Regions from separate parts of the Zea mays genome. Here region 2 is linked to region 1. The links are chromatin contacts, called in public Hi-C maps. All regions are on one chromosome and are shown on one strand. The core of a region is the stretch at or near the end of the contact, and the rest is flanking DNA. Distances in the headings are between cores, read along the strand shown. Region 1 holds the start of LOC100274883. Region 2 holds the start of LOC100283393.

The links. Hi-C and Micro-C count contacts between places; a contact is called where the count stands out from the background.
Region 2: a Hi-C map of tassel shows a contact between it and region 1, with 3 times the contacts expected there. The contact joins the promoter of LOC100283393 here to the promoter of LOC100274883 in region 1. A contact is called at or near these places in 5 of 25 Hi-C or Micro-C datasets (ear, leaf, tassel and 1 more).

The regions. Positions count from the first base shown.
Region 1 is chr3:193,600,952-193,606,290 of Zm-B73-REFERENCE-NAM-5.0, forward strand. LOC100274883 reads right to left here and starts at 2,122. Exons shown (of 7, transcript NM_001149142.2): 1 at 1,803-2,122; 2 at 1,662-1,712; 3 at 1,394-1,525; 4 at 607-712; 5 at 63-104. The coding sequence starts at 1,954.
Region 2 is chr3:193,738,432-193,743,501 of Zm-B73-REFERENCE-NAM-5.0, forward strand. LOC100283393 reads right to left here and starts at 3,664. Exons shown (of 1, transcript NM_001156294.2): 1 at 2,682-3,664. The coding sequence starts at 3,582. The coding sequence ends at 2,869.

The DNA.
Region 1 (5,339 bases), core at 872-3,371:
AAAACTATATTGATTATAAAGACAAATGAAAATTCGGCTGGTGAATCAAACAACTCCCTTGCCTGGATGCCTGATGCGAACTGATCAGTCCATTCCGGAGGAAGCTGCAAAAGCAAAAGCCGATCGAGAGGGAATAAAGGTTACTGCGTTCGTGGCGTTAATTCTTGGTGACAGACAGACAGACAGACAGGCGATTGCTGCTCTGACGGAGCATCCAATTCTTCTCTTCTTTTCGCGGAGCAGATCTGATGCAAAAGTCTGAGAGCTCCGCGGGGATGTGTACAAGGATGGATGAAAGTAAAATCTCCAAAAACTAAATTTGTAATGAATCTTAATAATATTTATATCTAAATTTTAATAATATTTATACCTTTAAACAAATCCATTATAAAAAATAGATTTACTGATCTATGTAATGATATTAACTGTATACTGTGGATATTAACACATACATAATTGAAATTGGAAACATTTTCTTTTAACCCATTAGTAAATGAGAAGTACCCTTTGTTTTGGAACAGGTGGGGATGGAGTACGTGTACGTTACAGAGTGCAGAAAGAGAAAGAAGCGGGTGCAGAGGCACAGCTGCTGCTGATAGTACGTACTGCGTCGAAGGAGCTCTGCCAGTAGTTGGAGATGTTGGGCTCGCATTCAGAAGGTTCCTTGAAGACCCATTTGTGACATTTATCAGAGGCCACCTTTCCCATCAGCCTGCATGCGGGAGCGACGGTCCAAATCAAACGGACCCATGGGTCTGTCTATTAGCACATTATCGTCCATGACTCATGTATGTATTGTATGCCTCCGAAATCTCGGTACAGCAGCAAAGCGAGATCAAAAGAGGCCGAGACACACACAAAAATACACAGAACGACTGACTGACTGACTGACAGCTAACGTGTGACACGCAACTCTGACGACATGTCGCTCTTTCATTTCACATCGTCCTCTAAGATAAATAAAAAAAAGACACTGCCCCCGACGCCGTGTAGCACCTGGCTGTGCATGTAGCGTGCGTAGCACAATCGTGAATATGTTAATCACGAGCTGATCCGGCTGTTATAGCCCACTGACGCGGGTGGGATTGTTTAAGCCTCACGAGGCACCGCCCCACTCCAGCCGTGTCCCCTCCCTCACGTGACAGCAGCGCCCGTGCTTGATCCTCGCAGAAAGCAGCAGCAGCAGCAGCCACGACTTGAAAAAAAATGGGCGCCGTACGTGTCTACATCACACCATAATTACCGCCTAATACTAGTAGTGCCATAAGCTAAGCTAAGCTAAGCCGGGAGTGGAGATTGGAAAGTCGGAAAGAAATTGCACACGACACGACTCCGACCGAACTCGACGGCCTGCACCTGCACCTGCACAGCACCTACCCAGTATAGTACCCACCCTTCTCCGTAGTTGTAGAGTTGGATGGACATCTTGATGAAGGCCTTCCGCACCGGGTCCTCGCCGCCGCTCATGTCCGCCAGGCACTCCGCCACCCGTGGCCGGCAGAAGCCGTCCTCCCACATCAGCATCCTATATATATTACATGGTCAAAGCATAGCAGACGGATGGTTGGTTATGGTTGGTGATGAGCACCGGCACAGGGCCACAGGCACACAGACAGACACAGCGATTGATGCAAGGAGAGCTAGCAAACTAAAGCACTCACAGGCTGCCGTTGTCGTCGCCGACCATGCACCCGTTGCCGCCGCGGCAGCGCCTGCATGTGCACCAAGGTAACTAACTGAAGTGAAGCTGAGAGAGCTTAGCTAGACGGAATAACAAGCAGGGAGGCACACGCGTGACATACGGGCGAGGACGGATGGTCCAGAAGACGGAGTAGGTCCAGTCCGAGTCGAGGCAGACGTTGCGGAGGGCCTCGTGGAGCGCCATCATCCCCGCGGCCTCTTTGCTCCGCGCGTCATCCCCTCCGCCGCCCCCATCCGCGCCGGAGCCCACCATTTCCTCTCCTTCCTCGTTGCAGTCCGAGTCCGAGGATCGAGCTCGGCGGCTGTAGCAGCTATAGCTAGCTAGCTAGCTATAGGCCAGCTTGTAGTTGTAGCTGCTACCCGGCCGTGCCGGCAGCCTTTTTGATCGCTCTCCCTGCAGGGTCTTTCTTGAGAACCTGAGATCGAGACTGGCTAGCCCGCTCCTCTCCTCTCCTCCGTGTCTCTTCTTCTCTCCCTCCGTTTGCGGCCTGTCTCTTTCTCTGCTTGCTATTTTTAAACTTGGGCAGTGGGAGAGTAAACCGAAAGGCGACGGCCCCTGCCGCACTCTCTCGCAGCCGCAGACGCAGAGCGAATAGGAAGGAACGGACTCCCGACTCACTGCGCGGCACCCCATGCATGTTTTTGTAGCAGTAGTTTTTTTTTCTCCTATCTGAGAATTGGCGGCCCAGATGTTGGCTACGCCTAAAGTAAAAGCGGCCCCGCCCGAGTCCCCCATCCTTATTTTTTTTCTCTCTGCCGCTCACCCATACGCCCCACGCTGTAGCAGCAGCACCCCAGCAGCCGGGCTCGCCGCTCGCAGCCCCGGTACTGCGGTGGTGCGACCGCGCGACGACGAACGCGAGCAAAACCTCTCACCCACGGTCCCCGGCTGACTGGCTGACTGGCTTGGCTGAGGCCTGAGGCCGAGCAGCTGCTGAGCTGCCAGAGCCAGAGCCAGAGCCAGCGCGGGAGTTTCCAGAACATGCGGGATCACTCCTCTTTCAAAAGGAAACCTGTGTAGCAGATATTCTAATAATTTCCGTTGTAAAAAATTATCGAGACTAATTTGCGAGCTATAAAACCCGAGTGGGTTGTAGTGTCTAGCCCTCAGTCGTTCCATGGTCCTCGTGTCGGCAAGTCCACCAATGAGTACGTATCCTACTCCAACGCCGTTGCTGTAGAAACTTTGTGTGCGCTATATGGAAAGTGACATTTTTTGTCCCTACTATACCTTCCCAGCTTACTATTTGCGTCTTTGCCCCCGCTAAGATGTCAATGGGCTTCGTACTTGCTGCGGCATACACAAAAATGGCAAACTGGGGTCGTCTGAAAGCACTCCTGTACTGTACGAACGTGTAGGTGTGCGTCGGGTTTTTTTTTTGGTTATTCGTTCACACATGATATTTGTCTACACGTCTCTTCGCACTCCGAATGTTTCAAAACAACGGGTTAACCATATGTTAGGCACTGCTTGGAAGTATTATAATTGTTTTCACATGTATTTCTGTTGCACCTGTATTGTCTTGTGTACAAAAAAAAAAACCGACAACCATGCAGGATATTTGCTAACGTGGCGTGTTTCCCTGCCCAATGCATCGCAGTTATTAGCACGTAGGATTGCACGGGCGCACTGGAAATTTCTAACATGAGTGTTGAATTGGAGGTCAAAACTTCAACAGTTCCATATCAAAGACGACTTCGAAACCAGCAAATTAAATCACATGAAGACACCAAATTCAGAGCACTAGTACTAGAGAGTAGCACTTAATTTGCCGTAGAGCGTGAAGCAGAACAAGGGTTAGAAGGTATACATGGCTCATGGCCCATGGCCCATGGTGCGAAGGCTTTTGGCAGGTGCCTTTGTGCATCGACATCATAGCTCATGCTCATCTCTCTACATTCGTATCATCGTATGAGGGGCGAATAAGAAAAATTGGATATTTGTTGTGGCTAAAAGTGGGATTCAAATTGCCATGTAGAGTACTACATAGTCTTCTTGTTTTGTATGGCATTTCCTTTCCTTTTCGTTTCTTCCTAAAATGCGGCACCCCAAAAGATTATTCTACACCTACGCAAAATTAATTAATAGATATATATATATATATATATATATATATATATATATATATATATATATATATATATATATATATATATATATATATATATATATATATATATATATATATATATATATAAACATCAGTGCGTCACGCTTTAGAGTCTCGTCTGTCTGGGCACCGCCCCTGGGACGACGTCGGCACATCGACGCCCTTAAGCTAGTAGCCTGGACTCCAGTTGTCTAACTGCAAGTCTTTATTTTTTTAGCATATACTAAAAGCAGTGGTCATAATAATTAATTGAGGTGTGTAACTACAACGTTACTATGGGCTCAGTTTCGCGTGGAGGCTTGTATTTATTATGAAAGTGTGCATGTAAAAAACTTGATTAGGAATGCTTTGGCAATGATTTTAGCTAGGACAGACAGGGTGCTGATAGGGGCCGGTAATATATCGCGAACTAAATGTTACTTCATAATTTCTTAGGGTCCTAAATTAAATTTAATTCAAAAATAAATAGAAATAAGCGTTGGATTCTAATTTGATTCGATCATTAGATTTTATAGTGTAAAATTTAAAATTCACTGTCACCCCTAGTACAGGGTGCTACGTAAAATTTAGATCTTATTGTCACCCTTAGAAGTGCAGGGTGCTACGTACCACGTCAGTGTCAACAATATATAACTGATAAGCCGTACTAATGGTCGGTTCTATTTTAGCAAAACAAGGGATACCAATATGCCATCATACAGCTGGAACGAATGATGTATGACTCCCTTCAAAAATACCCGAATTGAATTTGTTGACATGATATTGTTCGGTTTGAACTGTACATATGTTTCAAGTATATGTTGAATCATACACCCTCCATTCCTATTTATAATTCTTTGACCTTTTTACCCTAAGTTTAATCAACTCGTCTTATTCAAAAAAAATTATAGTTATTGTTAATTTTTGCTGTGATATTGTTCAGCATATAATATATTTTAAATGTAGCTTTGAATTTTCCATTTTCACAAAAAATGAATAAGACGAACCGGTTACATGTGCACAAAAAAGTCAAATGAGTTATAATTTGAAATGGAGGGAGTAGTTTTTTTCTTGATTTTCTAAGTCAAAGGCATTCCTTCGTGTCTTAGGGCCTGTTTGGTTTGTGGCTAAATGTGCCACACTTTGCATAAGGTTAGTCGTTCGAATTGAATAACTAAACTTAGACAGAAAAGTTAAGCAAAGTGTGGTAACTGAGATAGTGAACCAAACATGTCTTTAGTCTTCCGTTGTTTTCGAAGATCTCGTGCAACTTGGCATGATTTTAATTTACTTCGTTTCTTGCGAGTGAACTGCGATATATGTCAATTTTTAAATTTGGCACCATTTTTGCACACTGTTTCACAAAAGAAATAAGATGAGATACTTGGACCCCAAGATGGGGCATCGAATGAGGAAATCAGATACCATGAAAGGCATGTAAATTTGTATAGACCTAAATTTAGACCATATCTAACATTAGCCTGAGAGGTTTAGAATGGATCGGTTAATGGATCAAATAAATGTTAACTATATCCCTTAGGGCTGATT
Region 2 (5,070 bases), core at 2,414-4,913, 140 kb after region 1:
AATCCTTACATCTTGAAACCCCAGCTGCCGTTTCCAAAATAATCGTCATAATTGATGTAAAATGAAATTATAGATTCACCGTAAGCTACCACACAGCTTAAAACGTTGAGATTGTTATTGGTGCCATTTGTTTCAGTTAGAACTTATATTTTCAAGGTGGTCGCTTCGTTTTAGAAGGAAAAATAGTGTTCTTCCATCCAAAAGACATGCATCGTATTCTCGATTTTTAAAGTCAATCAATATTACATTTAATAAAATATAAAAAGTTAAAAAGTATATACTATTGGAAGACAGATTAACTTAAACATGCATGGAATGCAATTATCAACTTAATTTGATATATTTGTCATGTCTATAATGAGGACTACAATGAATTCCTTTTGCGGGGGGTGAAGAGAGAAAAACTCACGACAAAACGATCATGAATTCTAGAGTTCTTCCAGAGTTCGAAGGCCGGTCCGCAAAAGGCTCGTGGCCGCTCTAGCGAAAAATTGAGTAAGGGGTAGCCGGATGTGGGCACACTAGCGACCAGTATTCGAATGCGTGAAACGTTAAGGTTGTCACCGGCTAGTGTTCGAGTTCTGAAAGAGTCTGACTCATGGTTTATCGCGAAGGGAGGCAGCAAGCCATCGGTCAATTGTGTCAGTATCGCAAGACACAAATAACTAGATGTAGGGACGTTCTGCCCGAACCAGTATAAATCTTGCATCTTTCGTGCACGTCCTCAAAAGTCCGAAACGCGCACAATAAATTTACTTATCAGAGACATGCAGGTGGACCTCTTTTAGGGACAAAAAGCATAACTCTTAATTAGCTTTTATTAGTTGTACTGCAATTAACGTTTAACGTTTAAAAAAGAAAACACGGTTACATGCGCATTTTACCACTCACTTAACCTGTCCAAAAAATTCTACAGCGTCTAAATCGAGCGGACAGAGGGAGTACAAGCAATTAGACAAGAGGATCCAAACTGGCCATATTATAATTTATGCTATGCATCTTTGTTATTATAACGTGTGTAACAATTCATCTATATGATTACCTAAGGCTATCCGCACTCATACTACTCTAAATTTCTACTCTAAAAGGAATATTCTATCCCCGTCAGCAGTCATGTTTACTCTATACCACAATCCTCTGCAGTCATGTTTACTCTATATCTCAACTCTATACCAACTATCACATATTATATCATTTCTTTTTAACTCTATTCTTTTCCCAGCCAACAAACCGCTTCCTTCTCTCCTCCGATCTAGGCGTTCCGGCACTCTGCAACAGTGTTTCGAGTAAGAGCTGCATGTACTCTGAAAGTAGTGTTCCTGGTTTCCTCATACCGTTTAGAGTAACTCAAACAGTTCACCACTGCGGCAGTTTTTTACTGCATATTCAACTCTATATTTATAGCGTTCTGGTTAAAGTTCCTCACTGCGGATAGCCTAAAAACTATTCTATACTGTTGTTTTTATTTATAGTGTAGTTTAAATATGGTTATAATTACGTGTGAACTGCAGTAGATAGCCTTAGGTGCACCTAGCAGAGCAAAACAAGCAGGCGCGTAAAACGACGGAAGGCAGAAATCCTCCGGTATCCGGAGGCGCGGCGCGCGGTGGGCCCCACGGCGAGGAGAAGCTGCCGCCGCGCGAATCACTGCCCCCTGATGCCGGCCCTCACGCTGCGCCAGGCCCACAGCTGTCGGCCGAGACCACGCCCGGTCCTCGCGCGGCATCCAGACGCGGCCGCCCCGGACACGGGACACGCCCGCGGCCCATCAGCGGATCCGGCACGCCCGCGGCCGCGAGACGCGACCGCCCAACCACCGTGGCCGGCAGAGCGGGGTGCCCGCAGCGGATCCGCAGCCGGCAACGACGGGGCCTGCCGCCGCGCACACGTGTCGCCGCCCACACGCACACGTTATTCTCAAGGTCACGAGTAGCACAACGCAGCGGCGATTCCGTCGTACGAAAGAGAGCGTCGCCGGTGCGGAAAGATGCAGCCGCCCCACCGCTCGAGGAGTCGTCCCGTCCACACCTGCCTCCCGCCAAAGGCCCACGACTCCCCCCGCTCCATGGCATCTGCTTTTTTCCTTCTCAAAGATCTGCACGCGGCCGCGCCCTGCCGTCTCCTCGACGCTGCCAGTGCCATACAACCATGACCGGACCAACCAAGGATTTCAAAAGTATTTCGTCGCCGTCGCCGCAAATTGATCGCGGTGAGAACAATAATAATTGCTTTAGTGGAGCGGGGAAAGCCGCGGAAACCAGTGGCCTGGATAACGTTGCTTCTGCAGTTCTGCTTCCTCGGTGAACCCATCGGCGGTCAGCTGATGAGCACGTCGCTTGGCTCCAAATCAGCCTCATCAAGGAGGAAACAAGATTTGTCGAGTTATTAAGGCCATGCAGAATGAGAGGCGGCACTGACCAAACAAGTAGTACAGTAAATTTCTCGTGTCACCTTGACGGCAACAAAATACGGAGTAGTTGGTGGCGGAAACGCAGCGGCGCAAATTAAATGCAGACCTGCGTTTCGCAACAAAGCTTTGAATGGAAAGATGGCAAGGGAGCGTTTCCGGACAGATTTCGTTTGGGTCATTTTTTCCCCTCAACAACTAATAGATCCTCAGTACTTGGCAATTACTAATCAATACTCCATAGCTTAAGCCCATATCAACGCCGGCTTGATCAGACAGACGAACAGATCTCAGTTCATTTCCGTCTCGACGGAAAAAAAATATTTACAAGACTCCCCATCTCTTAGTCTACAGAACAAGAATACAGCCATACAGGACCAAAACAACCACAAGTAACATTCCTGATGAAGGCAAAAGGGAAAAGGAAGCTACTAAGTCGTCAGCCAAAAACTCCGGCCTGCCTAGTTCTCTGCCGGCGGGGGCCAGTTCAGATCCAGTTCGAAGCCCACCTTGTTTGCCGTCACCGCGGGAGGCGAAGGGGAGTGATCAACCACAGACGACGAGTCGGAGTCGCTCTGCGCAACCGCGGCCACAGTCACGGCCGGTGGAGCGACCTTGAGCATCCGGTATCCGGATGCCGCGGCAGCCGCCTGCTCGTAGAAAAAGTACTGCTGTGGCGTCGGGCAGGCGACAGGATAGCCCTTGAACGGAAACCGCATGCCGGTGGAGACTGCGTTCACGGCGGCCGCCCGATGGAAGAGGTCGAGATCGAGAGCCGGAGGAAGCGGCATGGCCTGCATAGGCGCCTGGATGCCACAGCCGCTACCGCCACCGCTCGAATCCACGGTGCTGTTGCTACTGGCGCTACCGGCAGCACCGGAGGCGACGGAGCACTGGGAGGGGAACGGGAAGTTCGTCTTGGCCTTGGCGCCTCGGAACTCGCGGGCGGCGGAATCGTACGCCTTGGCGGCCTCCTCGGCCGTGTCGTACGTGCCGAGCCACACACGGCTTTTCTTGGCAGGGTCGCGGATCTCGGCGGCGTAGCGTCCCCATGGACGCTTCCTCACGCCTCTGTAGTGCGGGCCCATGCCCACGCCTCCGACTCCTCCGCCAACGCCCAGCCCCAGGCCGGTGGCCGGCGGTAGAGGCGACTTGTCCGCCACCCGGGGCGCCATGGTCTACAAGTGGCGTGTGTGTGCGGGTCTTCCGGTTCAGCGAGGTGGTGTGGGCAAGAGGGGCTGTATGTGTATTGCGTCTAGGACAAGGTGACGGGGAGGGGGCGGCATTTATAGGCAGCCGGGTGGGTTAAAAAAGGGCAGCAGAGACAGCGGAAAGCCGGAGCGCGAGTGGTGGAGCGGCGAGAGGCAATAAAACTCGGCGCAGTCAGCGAGCGGTTTGACTGTCCTGTCCTCGCCGCCGCCCCTCGTCTTTAGCGAGGCGGCCATTAAAATTAGGCAGCCGTTTTCCGATTATGCCACCTGCCGGCCTGCAAAATTACGTAACGTATGGCAGGTGTTACGGGTGCCGTTTCCCTTTTAGGTCCCTCCACTCTGATGGTCTTAGCGCAATCGCTGCCGGGTCTTCTTCCCAAGTGAACCCATCTTTAAGTATTCTCTCTCTTTTTTTTTAAAAAAAAAAAGTCCACACTGCTTACACCGAAGTTCTCATGCAATCTAATAAATTAGAATACAATGGAAAAATATAGCATATCACTGCTTTCCCACAAATCATTCCCATCTACTGTTGATGTGAAAACTTTCAAAATCATGTTCGCTATACACATAGTTTTCTCCTGTGATCAAGCTAGAGCACTGCCTATAAACACAATTAGTATGGTTTCATTCTTAGTTTGCAACGAGAGATATTGTTTGATTCTTAGTTTAATGACATTTTTTTATGACGTGACAGTGTCGGAAAAAGTGTTATGAAATGATATTTGTGATTAGCCTAATTTAAGCTCACTCTGTTTAAAAAGTTGTAATTTAATGTTTGCTTCGAATTAAAGTCGGTTGTTTTAACTGCTTCGGCTATAATATATAGGGACCAAAATAATGTAGAAATAATAGAAATCTGTACGGATTAAAGTTAAGCGAATATGGTGAATAATAGTTATTATCGCTTAACTCGCTGTCAAAGAGCAGCTTAATCCTTCCCGTGACTTTCTTCTAGAGCAAGGGCTCTGAGGCAATAACGAGAGACTGGAGGGCGTGGAGCGAAAATCGGATACCCCAAAAGCGAAGGCCGAAGGATGCACGAAGACGGACGCAAAGGCAAAGCCGCCGCACGAGGGCCCACCTGGAGCGGGGCAGGGAGCGGCACGCCACGCCAGGCGGCGCGAGCACGTCGTGGGGGCCCCATGGGCGAGGAAGACGACGCATCACGATCCGTGCGTCCCTAGCTGGTGTCAGGCAGTGCAGTGCGCGCCCCGCCCGGGGTAGCGACGTAGCGTCGGCGTCGGCATCGGCATCGGCCGCGCACGCAGCGGAGCGTAAAGACACGTGGGGGCCGCGGCGGCCTGCATCGCCGCACTGTTGTCCCATCCTCCGCGCACGCCTCCCTCTGCGATCTCCACGCCGAGTTGCGCCGCTAAGACATAAGAGAGCGTCTCCAAATAGCTAGCTATTTTAATAACTAAATTCACTCTCTTTTCTACTTAATAGAAA